3 separate regions of the Mus musculus genome follow, and all the other regions are linked to region 1. The links are chromatin contacts, called in public HiCAR-type maps. All regions are on one chromosome and are shown on one strand. Each heading gives the region's core, a stretch centred on a gene start, on an enhancer-like site or on the middle of the called end of the contact. The rest is flanking DNA. Distances are from core to core; before and after follow the strand shown.

Evidence for each region. HiCAR-type assays count read pairs that join an accessible place to other places.
Region 2: a contact with region 1 is called in a HiCAR-type map of astrocytes, with 2.4 times the contacts expected there. The contact joins two enhancer-like sites. A contact is called at or near these places in 4 of 115 datasets of contacts at active chromatin or transcription factors (astrocytes, embryonic stem cells, neural progenitor cells and 1 more) and 1 of 9 other capture datasets (embryonic tail).
Region 3: a HiCAR-type map of astrocytes shows a contact between it and region 1, with 6 times the contacts expected there. The contact joins two enhancer-like sites. A contact is called at or near these places in 5 of 115 datasets of contacts at active chromatin or transcription factors (astrocytes, embryonic stem cells, neural progenitor cells and 1 more) and 1 of 9 other capture datasets (embryonic stem cells).

The regions. Positions count from the first base shown.
Region 1 is chr12:53,979,456-53,984,123 of GRCm38.p6, forward strand. All of the region lies in intron 6 of Npas3 (neuronal PAS domain protein 3), which reads left to right. Among named protein-coding and RNA genes, the nearest start is that of Gm35614, 150 kb to the left of the region's middle. Within about 2 kb of position 2,201, at least 38 of the 459 cell types and tissues checked have an H3K27ac peak or open chromatin away from gene starts, as enhancers often do. A contact at or near this core is called in astrocytes, neural progenitor cells and stem cell-derived neural progenitor cells, where this site is marked.
Region 2 is chr12:53,404,555-53,408,934 of GRCm38.p6, forward strand. The region is part of intron 2 of Npas3 (neuronal PAS domain protein 3); the gene reads left to right. Among named protein-coding and RNA genes, the nearest start is that of 1700030L22Rik, 90 kb to the left of the region's middle. Within about 2 kb of position 1,562, at least 23 of the 459 cell types and tissues checked have an H3K27ac peak or open chromatin away from gene starts, as enhancers often do. A contact at or near this core is called in astrocytes, neural progenitor cells and stem cell-derived neural progenitor cells, where this site is marked.
Region 3 is chr12:53,030,652-53,035,300 of GRCm38.p6, forward strand. All of the region lies in intron 9 of Akap6 (A kinase (PRKA) anchor protein 6), which reads left to right. Among named protein-coding and RNA genes, the nearest start is that of Npas3, 220 kb to the right of the region's middle. Within about 2 kb of position 3,165, at least 157 of the 459 cell types and tissues checked have an H3K27ac peak or open chromatin away from gene starts, as enhancers often do. A contact at or near this core is called in astrocytes, neural progenitor cells and stem cell-derived neural progenitor cells, where this site is marked.

The sequences.
Region 1 (4,668 bases), core at 951-3,450:
AGTATGTTAGTGATTTTCATATTACATTAGCAAATTTAATCTCTGCTAATGAGATAGGAAGATATTAACACAATGAGATTTGATTTAACAACTTTCAGACTTGGGTGGCAAAGGCAGAATTTGCAAGTGAGCACCAATTCCAATCTCTAATTGAAAAATAAATCAGAATACAGAGATATCTGTAGTTCCTGGATTTCAGGTCTAGATTCAAGCCATGGGGGAGGGCAAATGATTTGTATCCCAGGAAGCATGTGAATGAGGAGACAGGACTTGAGGAGGCACTGTTTGGTTTGAGATCCCAGGTGGTCCTGAGTTGGAGGACCACACAGCTTCCTAATTGCTAGATTTCTAGCACCCAAGGAAAGTGTGGGTGTTGAAATATCATCAATAACAGTCAAATCTCCAGTATCCAGCCAAGATGGTGTTCTCCTTCTCAGGGGTCCTGCCTCTAACCTCTCTCTGGCATGTAGAAAGCCAACAAGGAGACACACTGAAGCCACATGGCCCCCACAACAAAAGCAAAATGAGTCCATCCTATAAGAAGAACTGGCCCTGGGTACACACTCCTCCCCCTGGAGTTTTCCTCAGAAAGTCGGGAACTAATTCCTGTATTAGTTTTCATTTACTTCTGGTTTCTTAAATGCACTGATTTAAAAGGGGGGCGGGTGGTCTGAAGAGATGGCTCAGCAGTTAAGAGCACTGGCTGCTCTTCCAGAGGACCTAGGTTCAATTCCAAGCACTCGTCTGGTAGGTCACAACTGTCTGTAACTCCATTTCCAGGGGACCCAGTTCCTCTTATGGCCTTTGCAGGCATCAGACACTGACATACGGGCAAACAAAATACTCATACACATAAAGTAAAATTAATTTAAAAAACACTTGGAGCCAGGCAGTGGCGGCGCATGCCTTTAATCCCAGCACCTGGGAGGCAGAGGCAGGCAGATTTCTGAGTTCAAGGCCAGCCTGGTCTACAAAGTGAGTTCCAGGACAGCCAGGGCTATACAGAGAAACCCTGTCTTAAAAAAAAAAACAAAAACAAAAACAAAAAAAACAAAAAAAAAAAACTTGAAAATACCTTAGAGTCATGATAGTATGCTAGAAAATGGGATACATTTTTATAATCAAAACTACCTAAGAACTATAAAATCTAGCTCATCATATGAGTAGATTTTCCCCAATGCTATAGCACATTCCAATGTCTTGCATTACAATCCAGCTCTAAGCGCAGACGTGGGCTTTCTAGAACAACAGCTCTCACAGTTCCGCTGGAGGAGGACATGTAGCTTAAACTCACCTTCACAACGGAGGCCTCCGCCTGCTTTTTAATTTACTAGATGTTGCTTTACTGCTGTAATATGTAATACATGTGTGTACTATATAATAAACATTCTGATTACCTTATATCTACATAGTAAACATTTGCCAAGGTAAAATTAATATAATTTTTAAAATATCATTTTAATAGAACAGAATGTCAGGTGACGGCGGGAACTATTTGAATTCTGTCCATGCTCAGAAGTGCCACACCCTCTTCATGGTAGCCTGCTAGACGGCAAGCCATGGTCTTGGTCCCAGGGGTCCCAAGTATCCCCATAGGCCACAGTTGGGACCTTTTGAAAAGTGACCAGAAAATTGCTTTTTAGACACTAGTGTGGAGGAACTTCCCACATGATAGGGAACTAGACAAAAAAAAAGTCTGTGTGTAGAACACTGTTTCCTGTATGCCCTTCTGCGAGATTCATCCAAGACTATAACTTCAAAGACTCTTTTGATAGAAAAAAGATGTTTTAATTCTCACATTTTATGACAGTGCTACAGGATACTTACAGTTGATTGACCGTAAGGCAGGACCTGGATACTGTCTCACAGGAAAAGAAACCCTAGCTTGCTCCTGCCATTTGCTCTCCCGCTGCCCTTCCCCCCCCACACACACATATACACTATTTCCAGCCAGGAATATGGACAGGCAAGAAATGGGTTAAAGGGAAAGATGGTGAGAACACAGCAAGCACCATCATTAGACCCCACTAGGGTCCCTCACAGACGCCTGTGACCGGAGGAAAGAATATTCCCATGGTCAGGTGCCTGCTCACCCCAAAGCTGCAATAAAGAACGCAGACCTCCCAGATCTGCAAGGCTGCATAGGGGAGCTGAAGGGCCAGGGAGAAGGAAGTCTGGCTTCCACCCCATTGGGCAAAGACTCAGCCAAAGGAAGTGCCAGGACACTGCGCTGACCCACTTCGAGCCCTTCCTCTCCATTTATCCCCAGCAGAAGAGATACAAAAGCATCACTATGGCACAAGGGAAAGTTGGAGAAGCATTCCGGAAATTGACATGCAAATAACCACTCCAAGTACTGGGCTTTGTTCTGAAAATTCCCATCCTTGGGAGATGTGAAAACACCAATCAGGGAAGGGGTAGAGCTGGGAAGGACCTGGCAGGTTTATAGCCAGAGTGTCCTCCTTTGAGAGTCTGTCTCTGTACCCCATCCCAGACTGAGCTGGCACAGGTAAAACCAAACTAAACATGTCTCCGCTGAACAACTAAAAGGACAACAGGCCTGAATGGAACTGCCCTGAGACAGTGACAGTCACAACACTTGCTTCCTGGTCTCTGAGTCATCCCTGATGCCACCAAAGCAATAAGAAGTCCAGCCAGGGCTCATAAAGAAAAGCCAAGTATTTCACAAGGACAAAAGCAACTGTCTCTAGGAAGCTAGCTTTGCATTCTGAGCAGCTGCCCCAGTCTCCTAGACAAAGGCCAAAGATACTGCCTTACCCACGCCACTGCTTCTCCATCATCGAGGCCTGGGACTAGATGCCAAACTCCCACCTGCAAGCTCTCAGATCCTACAGCACACTATACTCAGTGCTAAGTGGAGTCAACATTACTAAAGCGGGGAGAGGGGGGTGACTGCATAATGGCCCGCTGTAGGCTGTCTCTTTGGTAGATTTATTACATACATAAGACCCTGAAGAAAACCAGCAGGCAGTGGGCAATGCTCACTATGCATAAAGGAAGAAAGGCACCATGACTCGGGAGTTTGTTAAGGAGAGGTTCTGAAAGCTAAGCATGTGGTTAGAGAAACCAGTGAATTAGTTCTGGCTGTACTGGAATCCTGCTCCTCTGTATACGAGGGTCCCTACATACCATCAAGATGTCGAATTGGCCTTATTTTTACCACTGTGTTTTCCTCTCCCAGAGCCAACCCTGCTCCTTCCTCCCTGGAGGTGTTTGTGCTCAGGAAAACTGAACCAGCAGAATCCAAGCATAACAAGTCTTGCTCAGGCTTCATCAACTGTCTCTCAAGGAAGTTTACTCAAACTTTAATTGACTCCTAGAGAGTGGGCAACCCCAAAGCTAGCTGGCCTAACAGAATCATGAAGGCCTGGTGATGACCATTTTGCTGCTGTTTCCTGTGCCCATGAGTCCTCCCCTTGAGCCCTGAGCAGTACTCACATAGCCTCACAGCAACATTCAGATACAGCTGGAGGTGGTGGCCTGCTTAGCCCTTCAGTACATGTAACCTCTGCCTTTGGACATCTCAACAGCCTGATCCTCTGTGGTGGAACTATTCCACCCGATATTCAGAGTGACCTTATGTACTTCATACCTGCAATCAGATGTTAACCTTCACAGACCTTTCTAGCCATTCAGGCATTCATACACATTTCAAACATATCTGTATGTTATGTTTATCTCCATACCCCCCCCCCAGTGCAGGTGTGTGCATACACGTGTGTGCGCTCATGTACCCATTTATCCTCCTAATAGAATATAGACTCTACTATGGGGAGAATTTCTTTCCGCCCCATTCCTCCCTTCTCTTCTGTGACCTCAAACCTATGACAGGGACTTACACCCGTAGAAACTCCGTCAGGACTTGCCGAATGGATCTGTTGTGAAGTGAATTGTGAGCCTAGTCTAGACTCAAGATGGCTTTAGCCAAGCATGCTTCATCCACATATTAGGATGGCTTTGACCATTTTAGGGGCAATCCTTGTTTTCCTGAAGAATAGAACTAGAAGAGGAAGCTGTGTAGGGAGATAAATATTGGTTAGTGGGGAGAAATCGGAGAGAAGTTTTTGTTTGTTTTGTTAAGGGAAAAGAATGTAGAAATAAAGGGAAAGCAATCAACAGTACCTTTCTGTTTCTATAAATGACTTTCTATTTCTGGTTTTAAGTGCGAAAGAGATGGTTCTAAACGTATCCTGAATCATGATTAGTAATTTCATTGATTCTGTTTCTCCTGCTCATTAGAATCACTGGCTTTGGAGACCATGCCAATGTCTGGGTCTTTATAAGAGCCTGCGATTGACAGGACTTGTTTTCTTAGGCTTTAACGGATGACCTGGCACCTTACCATGAGATAGCCCTGACGCAAAACCATGTGCAATCTCTGCAAATGTGGAGCAGCACGCTTCTGAAGGACGAAGGATGCCTAGAAAGCCCAGTGCCACCTCTGTCCACAGACTGGAGCTAGCCACTCTTAAAGCCGCTTCTGAATCACTCAGGATCCCCAGGAACAGCAGCCACCCTTCCTCTCTCCCCTTCCTGTTGGGACGCTTTGATTTAAGACGATGTCTGTGCAGAACAGCTTTGTGCAGTGGTGTCATCTGACCCAGATTGTGTGTTTTTATGGTCTGAGCCAATTAGTTAAAGTGACTT
Region 2 (4,380 bases), core at 312-2,811, 580 kb before region 1:
CTTTTCTGTAAGATAAGGCAATGGGCATATGAAGAACTTCGGTGTTCTATAAGACATTAGAAGAACCCTGGTAAAGAAATCATGTTAAAAAAAACCAAATGCACACCACTTAAAGTCCATTCACTTGTGCTGCCTGAGCATAAAATAATAACTTAGATTTTGTTTGGCCATTTTTTCTGCAAGATAGTCTTTACTCTGTCTTTGTCTTATTACAGCATTGCAAATGATAATATGCTGTGTTCCATACTGAGTGGCTTTCATTAAGGTCTTATGCAGTGATCTAAATATATCTGGTGAGTTGTCCTAAGTCACTGTGTGAGAAACATCTCTTCATCTCCTTGATTTAAGGGTTGGAATATGATAGGTCCTCTCTGTAAAACTTGTCTTTGTTTTCTGAGACTCCAAGATCCAGTTCCTGTCCTTCCCTACCTGTTCTGGCTTAAATCTGAAGTGATCCCTTAATACACATGTGTTGATGGCTCCATTGTCAGCTGATGGTTCAGTTGAGAGGTGAATGTGTTATGAAGGTCCTGAACCTATCAGTTGGACCACTGATAAGTTCATAGATCACAGGCTTTTAAGAGGGTAGACCTAACTAAAGGAATTGGCAGTGTACCTTTGAAGGTCTATATGATGTGCCCCACCTTTCCCCTGATTTCCTCTTGCTTTGGCTCACAGTAAGGTGAACAGATTTTCTCTTCTAAATGCCACCCACTGTCCTGCTCAGCTGACAGCAAGCCCATAGCAATGGGCCATGGGTCCCGTAAACCTCTCCTGCACTCAGTTGTTGTCTGTTACTTCTCCACAGCAGGGACAGTGGCTGTGCCCCCCTCCCCCCAGAGTCTTTGTAGCACATAATTGGAGACATCGAGTAGTCATTCCCATGGGTAAAAAGTGAGCTATAAAACTGGTTGTGAGCTAGTTTTCATGGAAATTTGGAAGCAATTGTAGAAACCACTGCTGGGCTCAGTAAGAGCAGCTTCCTAGCTGGCAAACTTGAGCATTTTGCTGTGCTTTCCCCATAAGTTACCTGCTAATTGAGAAGTTAAATGAGGCACACACACATCCTGTACTCCACGAAGCTACTCTTTATTTATTTGGTATCAGGATCTTATACTTGTTACGAATCATGTATGCATAGTGATTTCCATAATTTCCCAAGAACTTTAAGATGAGCATGTGTTGTGGTGCAAATTGGAATAAAACTGAAGTAACTTCTAAAATGTATTATGTATACACACATATATGTATCATATGTTATGTCTTCAAAAGGCTGCTTTTGATTTTTTTTTCTTTTAACTAAATGACTGAGATCAGCCTTCTAGCTGCCAGGCAATGATAGCGGCTTTAACAAGCCCCAAACCGTCAGTAGCATAATGTATCACTTTCTTGTTTTCAGGAGTTTCCCACATGCCTGTTGCTAGCAGACAGGAAGTGACTGCTTCTCCCAGTCATTCATGGACACAAAGAGGTTCTGCCAGACTTTCAAAACCATCCCAGGATTGTTTCCCATCCAGCCAGCTAGAATAAAGAAGGGACAAGTTCCCGAGGGAGCTTAGAGTTGGCTCTGCCTAGAGCAGCACATAGTCCCTTCTGTCCTTGTTCTGTGGACTACAGGGTAGTGGCTTGGACACATTCTCTTGCCAAGGAAGCTAGAGTGTGTTGTCCCACTAGGCTCCCATGAACGGAATAGAGTAACACTGTAGAATGTTTTTATATCCCAAGTATTAATAAATACTGACTTAGAAAGTTTGAGTTAAGTCATGGCTTTGAAATATAAATCTACACTTATGATTATAGTCTTTGTTTATAATTAAACATCCCTCTTCATGTCAGCATTATTTCTGCATTGCACCAAAAAGGCTAGGAGAGTTTGAACAGTCAAAGAGGATCACAGTGGAAATGTATGTGAGAGCTGCAACCATGCGTTACCTAGAACACACTCAAATCCATGGACTCACACACTCAAATCCAACTGAAGTGGGCACTGCTTATTTCCAATAATTACATACTGCCAGGGCAGAGAAATTCCACAATGGTGTACTTTAGCTGTGAAGGTAGGGGCTATGCTATGTGAGTCAAAGAATTCAAAGTTGAAAGTATTTCTCTGTGGAACTCTTTTATGATTTCAGTGTATATTTTGCAAAAATAAAAATAAAAAAGAAATGAAAAGCTTGCTGAAGATTTGCTCATTTGTCAGGTATGACTTTGGAAATCCAGCTGTTGAAGGCCATAAACACCTGAGAATTAATAAATTCTATTGAAATTGTAACCTCATTTGATGAAAAATTGTGTCTTTTACTTCATGAGGTTATAATTAATATGTCCATTGGCCTTTTTAAGTACCTGAAAATAACTCCTGTCATAATGAAACATGTCACCAACAGTGACAGGGAAAAGCAGACTGGCGCGTGCCAGCAAGCTCTGCCTTGACATTTCTCTGGTCTTGTTTCACTTTTTCCTTCATTTTCATATCAACTGAGGCAGAAATAGTCCCAACAAAGTCTCCTGACAGTGCTACAGTTTAGGTGGATTGGGATGTAGCAAATGCTGTTCCCAGCGGGAACTCCAAGGTCATCTTAGTGAGGCTGGTGCTGGTGTCAGTACCAAGGTGAATCTCAGATCTGTGGAAATGGATTTCTGGTCTACTCACTCACCCACTTTCTCATAAAGAATTATGTTTAGTGACTCCTATCGAATGCTTTTTCCCCCTTCTGTTTCCCCCAATTTCAAATATGCACTTCTATATATTAGCATTACATAATATTGTAGTACCATAAGCCTACATATATGTTATTGTTAAATAAGTTCAGGTGTGGTAAGTGTTGAAGGTAGAGAGGTATACTTAAAGGGGTAAGGGGGTTTTCAAATAGCTGTTCAATGTCCCCTGACTTCATATCATTATCTCTAACCACGTGACAGCACCCATTTTTCTCTAGGAAGCAAGTGGCTATGACTCCTTCATGTGTTAACTTACAGATGACGTTAATCTCCCTGCTGTGTTGTTGTTTTTCTCATCTTCAAAACACCCCATACCACTATGCTTCTTCTGCATAGTCTACCTTATACTGCAAACAGCAAGCAAGTTGACTCTCGAAATTAAAGAAAGAAGAAAAAAAAAACCTTTGGTTATACATATGCTTGTTATTTCGCTAAGATCAACAAAACGCTTAGAAGCACAAACAAATTCATTAATTATCTTTTGCATCCAGGGCAAAACATAGCAGGCAAGTTGAAAAATGAATTGTTTATTTTTGGAGGGGCTGGGAATAAAGAACAATGGAACTTCCAAATAAAAGTAGTTGGACCTTTTTGCTGTGGGTTTGAAAATAAGTCCAGAAGGCTGAGCTTAATATAACATGTGGCAGGTGGCCTGCGCTTGCCTGGAGAATTCCTTTAGGGCAAGACTGCTCAGCAAACACATAAATCCTTTTTTCTCTGTTATCTGTAGCACATTTAGTTGCCATGGGGATTTTATTTATGCAGCAGATCCTGTGCAGTTCAGTTTGTGCCTAAAGTTTAACCGTACAGCTGTTACTATAAATGCTACATGGCAATGTTTTCCAAACACAGACCCTAGAACAAAAAGAACATTTTTTTTCTCCCTAGCATCGATTTTGCTTTTTATGTCCTGAAACATCTTAGTAAAGTTATTGCTTTGTGCAAGGAAAACTTCACAAATTTTTAGGCAAGCAGTGGCATCATTTAACGTTCTTTAAATTATTCAATTGAAAATAAGTCATATAAGAAAATGTAGTAAATGTTTTTCAGGGGGATGGCAGGACAGCGCTTCACAAGTTAAATGGCTAATTCGTTATTTCTGACCCGGAGAAGATATAATTCTCCCCACCCCCTTTCTTTCTTTTAAAGGAATTTACATCAGAGAGCCAGGCTGAAATGCGGGCCCCTCCCCAGCATCCTACTCCCATGCTCTTTTGATATTTTTTTCCTTCTATTTTTAGTGGAAGAGGAAAGAAAACAAGATAGAAAAATGGTGATTGCTTTTGCAACAATCAAGGGACATCTAAGTTTCTCCAGCTCAGGGCTGGGTCCTGATTTGGAATGAATTGCTTTTGTTTAGTCTTGATTTGTACTATACCAGATAAATCACCAATATGTCTCCTTTGTGTGAAGCAGTATGGATCGGTCAGTGGAAAGGGGACCTGATGTCTTCAGATGGGGTGCATGAAATTACCTCGCACCCTCTGTGTCACAGTGTACCAGGAGAATGATGAGAGAGAGACTTGCAATCCAGTAAAGTTGCTGCCTTAGAAGGAAAAAAAAAAAAAAGCTTTCAGAATCAAGATACATTGTTCTGTGTGCATCTCCCTCCCACATGACTTTCCTGGCTGGTGATGTTGACTGTTCCCGAGAACTCTA
Region 3 (4,649 bases), core at 1,915-4,414, 950 kb before region 1:
TATATTTATGAATTTTGGATTGTTAAGAATCTTCATGAAAATACTTTCTATATATATACATACAAACATATATATGTATACATACAAACATATATATGTATACATACAAACATATATATTTATACATACAAACATATATGTATATATACATACAAACATGTATATGTATACATACAAACATATATATGTTATACATATATATGTATACATATATTATGTGTATATATGTATACATATATTATATGTATATATGTATATATACATGTATACATACAAACATATATATATATACATACAAACATATATATGTATACATAAAAAATATATATATATATGTGTGTGTGTGTGTGTGTGTGTGTGTGTGTGTGTGTATGAGATGCAGTAGCACCTCCACAGAGTGCTATGAGGGAAGAAGGTTTTAAAGTAAAAATACAAACCAGAACTAGGGAAAATATGCATAGGCCAGCGGCTTGTTCTGTGAGAAGAGTAAGTATGGCTGACAAGAGCTGCATAGCCTGTAGCATCCCTCTCAGCTAAAAAAATAGAAGTTTGAGTTTCCTGGTAGCAAAAGCAAAAAAGGAAATATGTTCACTTATACAGTATGCGTTTTGTATGAAAAAGCCATAATAGTGCCTTTGAAGAAGCTAAGGCCATTGGATATATATATATATATATATATATATATATATATATATATCATGTCTACGAATATTTATTAAGTAGTTCTTTTGTACAAGTAAAATGGCAAATACAGTATTTGTAACATCTGAACTAATTTACAGTTCAATGACTTAGTCGCTAAGTAAATGTTAGAGACTTGGAGCACAGACCTCGCCAAGAGACTCCTGTTGATGAAAGTTAACCAAGCAAACAGAGGCAACAGGGGTGAATTAAAGTACTAGACAAATAAACATGGTTGAAATGCTAAGTAAAAACGACCTGGCAAGGAGAGAGTGAGGCTTAGAAGCAATGACGGGGAAGGGTGCACTTGGAGGAGCTCAGGAAAACACCATGTAGAAAAGTCGGGTAGGTGTGTAAAAAGCTTTGCAACTTTAAATGTGTGTGAAGTACGATTATATATTCCAAGGAATAAGAAATACAGAGTAAAAGAAGATAAATGGGACATACTTGGCTTGTTATCTTACGACAGCTGATGCCAAAGTGATGTTGTCATTGCTATGAACTGATCATAGAAAACAGATTAATCACGCTATGCCTATATTTTATAAACTCACGAATATCAACCCCCTGGAATAGATTCCTTTCATTTTGCTTTGGATGGAGCTGTTGTAAATAATTTCAGATGTTCCTTGATCCTCTCATGGCTAAACTCGAGTTCCTACAACTGGATTGTATATCTGCCTCATGGTTCAGGCTGTGTTGATTGGGCTTAGAATTAAAGAATATCTACTGAATATATATTATTTTTATATGTTGGTTTATAGACTAGAAATGTGAATTGAAATTTGAATTCTGATAATTGGGCATTATATTTGGATTTCAGTACCAAATTTTACATTTCAATATTGATTGTACCAAATGAAACAAATTAGCAATCATTCAAACAGTTAGGGAAAATGACACCACACACACACACACACACACACACACACACATACACACACACTTCTTGACAATTTTTTTTTACCTCATTCTTAGTTGATTAATTGGATAGCCTAATTGTATGTTACATTTAAAACTCCATTAAGAAAAGAAAAGTATGCTTAAAATCATTATAATATTTCAAATAACATTATCTGGTCATTTTTAAAGTGACCAGAACTGAATAAAATCCACCCATCTCCACTGCTATCTAGAAATGAACTTGCTTCATTTTTATTAAAGTTCAAAAAGCCCTTAGATTAACTGTCACATTAATTTGGGCATTGATGAATCACTGTTTGATATGGATACTCAGATTTATATTTTTCTCTTTTTAATTTGAGAGAGGGCAAAACTCTTCATGGAATGTTTAGGGGAAAGGCCGATGGGATGTTCCCAAACAACCTATGAAAAATAGTTCCTGCTGGAGCTTGTAAGTTCTATTTGATTCACCTTTTTTTTTTAAAGGGGAGGGAAAGAAGAAAGATTTTAGAGACTAGGATGCTAGGAAACAGTTGGCTCTGTACAGAGGTCGAGGAAGGGAAGCCCTGCCAAGAGTCTCCAAGAGTCTCCTGTGGTGCTGCTGTCCGGAAGGTGCGCTGGCTCTGGGGCTGGCCCTGTGGCATTGTGGCGCTGTTCTCTCTCTGGCTGGCCGGCTCTGGCCTAGAGTGGATCAAACAAGCTGTGGGGGGAAAGTTTCCCTCATTTGCATCACTTCTAGACAGCCCTGTCTTACTCTTTGCTGACAGGAAATCACTGTCTTTGTCACCTTTTCTCAGGGCCCTCCTTTTGGCAGAGATGGGCCATGTGACCACGTTTAATCACAACAGCAGGGCTGGCTGGAGGCTCTGACAGGTTTTCCTCCGCACTTCAATAAATGGGGTGGAGGAGTCAGGAGGAAATGACTACATTAATTTTATAGTGAAAAAGATAATTAACACTTGAAGGCCTGATGCTCTAACGCTAGAACCTATGGGGTTACTATTCAAAACAAAGTAAATTTATCAAAAACTTGTGAAAACTATCTTATTATTATTTATTTTAATCTTGAATGGTGAGATCTGGGCACGTTAGAGGGAAAAGGAGCAGGCAGGAGAGAGGGAGTGATTGCATGTGAGGAAGAGAGAGGAGTGGGGGAAAAAGAAGAGGAAATCCTAGCAGGCATTAGCTCTGTTTGCAAAAGCAACTTAACTGGGCTAAAGCTCCGCCATTCCGGGGCTGGAGGCGGGAGCGTGTAAAGTGCCGCCTCGATGATATGAATAGACACGGGCAAACAAAAGCAGCAGTGTGCTCCTAGAAAACTCTGCTTAAAGGAGTTTCCCTGGCAACAGAAATGCCGTTCCAAAAGTAGACAGAACTTTCCTCAGAAAACATACTATTAATAACAACCTTCCGGAACAACTTGGAACAATTTGACGACTTGGCAATAATGCTGCCAAGCGTCGAGCAAATTAATCTCACACATAGAGTTTATATTTCTCTTGTCTGTGGTTCTGCTGGGGCCCGCCTAGACCTCTGCTTTTCAGTGGCTCAGGGGTGAAAAGTATTTCTCAGTGCTGCCATGGAAAAAGGAAACTAAAGAGACCTCAGTGTCCAACATCACTGGCCAACGGTTGTGTTCAGCCTTGGGAACCTACCAAGAGATTTTAGTTTGAGGAGATGAGTGTATTCCAGTGAGAACTGCTACAGGAAATCACACACTTTAATCGCCCTCTTGAATATCTCTTTCCAATAGAGATGCTTCCTGGAAAAAGACTTACTAAGGGTTAACAGCCTTAGTCTGCCTCTCACGTGAAGCACCTCTGAGGCCATAGACTATATAAACGTAATATATAAATGTAATGCCAAATATAGGCTGACTGTTACTTTTTAAAGAACCATTATTTCTTGTCAGCTCAGAATGGACTCATCTTGGGTCTACTTAGCCAAAGGGAATCATTTGAATTCTCCTAAAGGCTGCTTGCCAGCTGAGAGTCGAATGCTCCCCTCCTCCGACCTTTCTCGAATCCTTGGATGTAAAGGTTAAAAGTAATCAATATCTCATTGTGCTGCTTGGTTTCAGGGTAATAAGTAATAACCATCATGTTAAATCCAAATGATCCCAGATTGCACCTAAATGAGCTGACCCGTTAGAGAGGTGGCGTTAATTGCAATCAGGATAACCAGGAGAGTTTGCTAATAAAAGTTTGATTTAATTGTAAAAGGAACAAAACAAAACAAAATAAAACAAAATTTAATCTTTAACTTTTTGAAAACTTTTACTTAATTAAATAGAAATGCATTATCTGCTTCTATGTTAATCTGAGAGCTTTGGCTCCGTGCCCAGTGTTTGTAAATTTCCTTCCGATTTCTATAAAAGTCCTTACAAGAAAGGGCACTGACTTCTTTGTGTCCCAATACTAAATGAAGCATATGAATTTTATTATTTATTTATTTATTTATTTATTTATTTATTTATTTATTTTGAGACAGGGTTTCTCTGTGTAGCCTGGGCTGTCCTGGAACTCACTCTGTAGACCAGGCTGTCCTCGAACTCAGAAATTCGCCTGCCTCTGCTTCCCAAGTGCTGGGATTAAAGGAGTGTGCCACCACGCCCGGCATGAATTTTAGATAAATGGAAATATCATCTACCAATTTTTTTAGCATCATCTAGTTTTAAACTACTTATATCTTTACAGCTTATATTCATTCTATTTTGACTAATGAAAATTAGTCTAAATAATTTAGAGCTAGAAAATTATATGATGTGTGATTAAACTTTATAGACTGCTATGAGTTTGGGCTTGCTATTTTGTTAAAAATTAGTAAAGTGCCAAAGCTTAAATACGAAAATCAAGTATTCTCATTGACAAAGGAATAGTGATCTGCAAATGATAAGAATTAGGTTTAATGCTCCATGTAATTATATCAGGAAGGGATTGTCTATAACCTTAATAGAAAGTGTTGCATTAGACATATATTCCGTTCAATATAAACACTTGTCTTTATTATGATTCTATGAACTGTAAGGTAGGAACCAAATCTATGGGAGGGGCAGTATTTTAGTT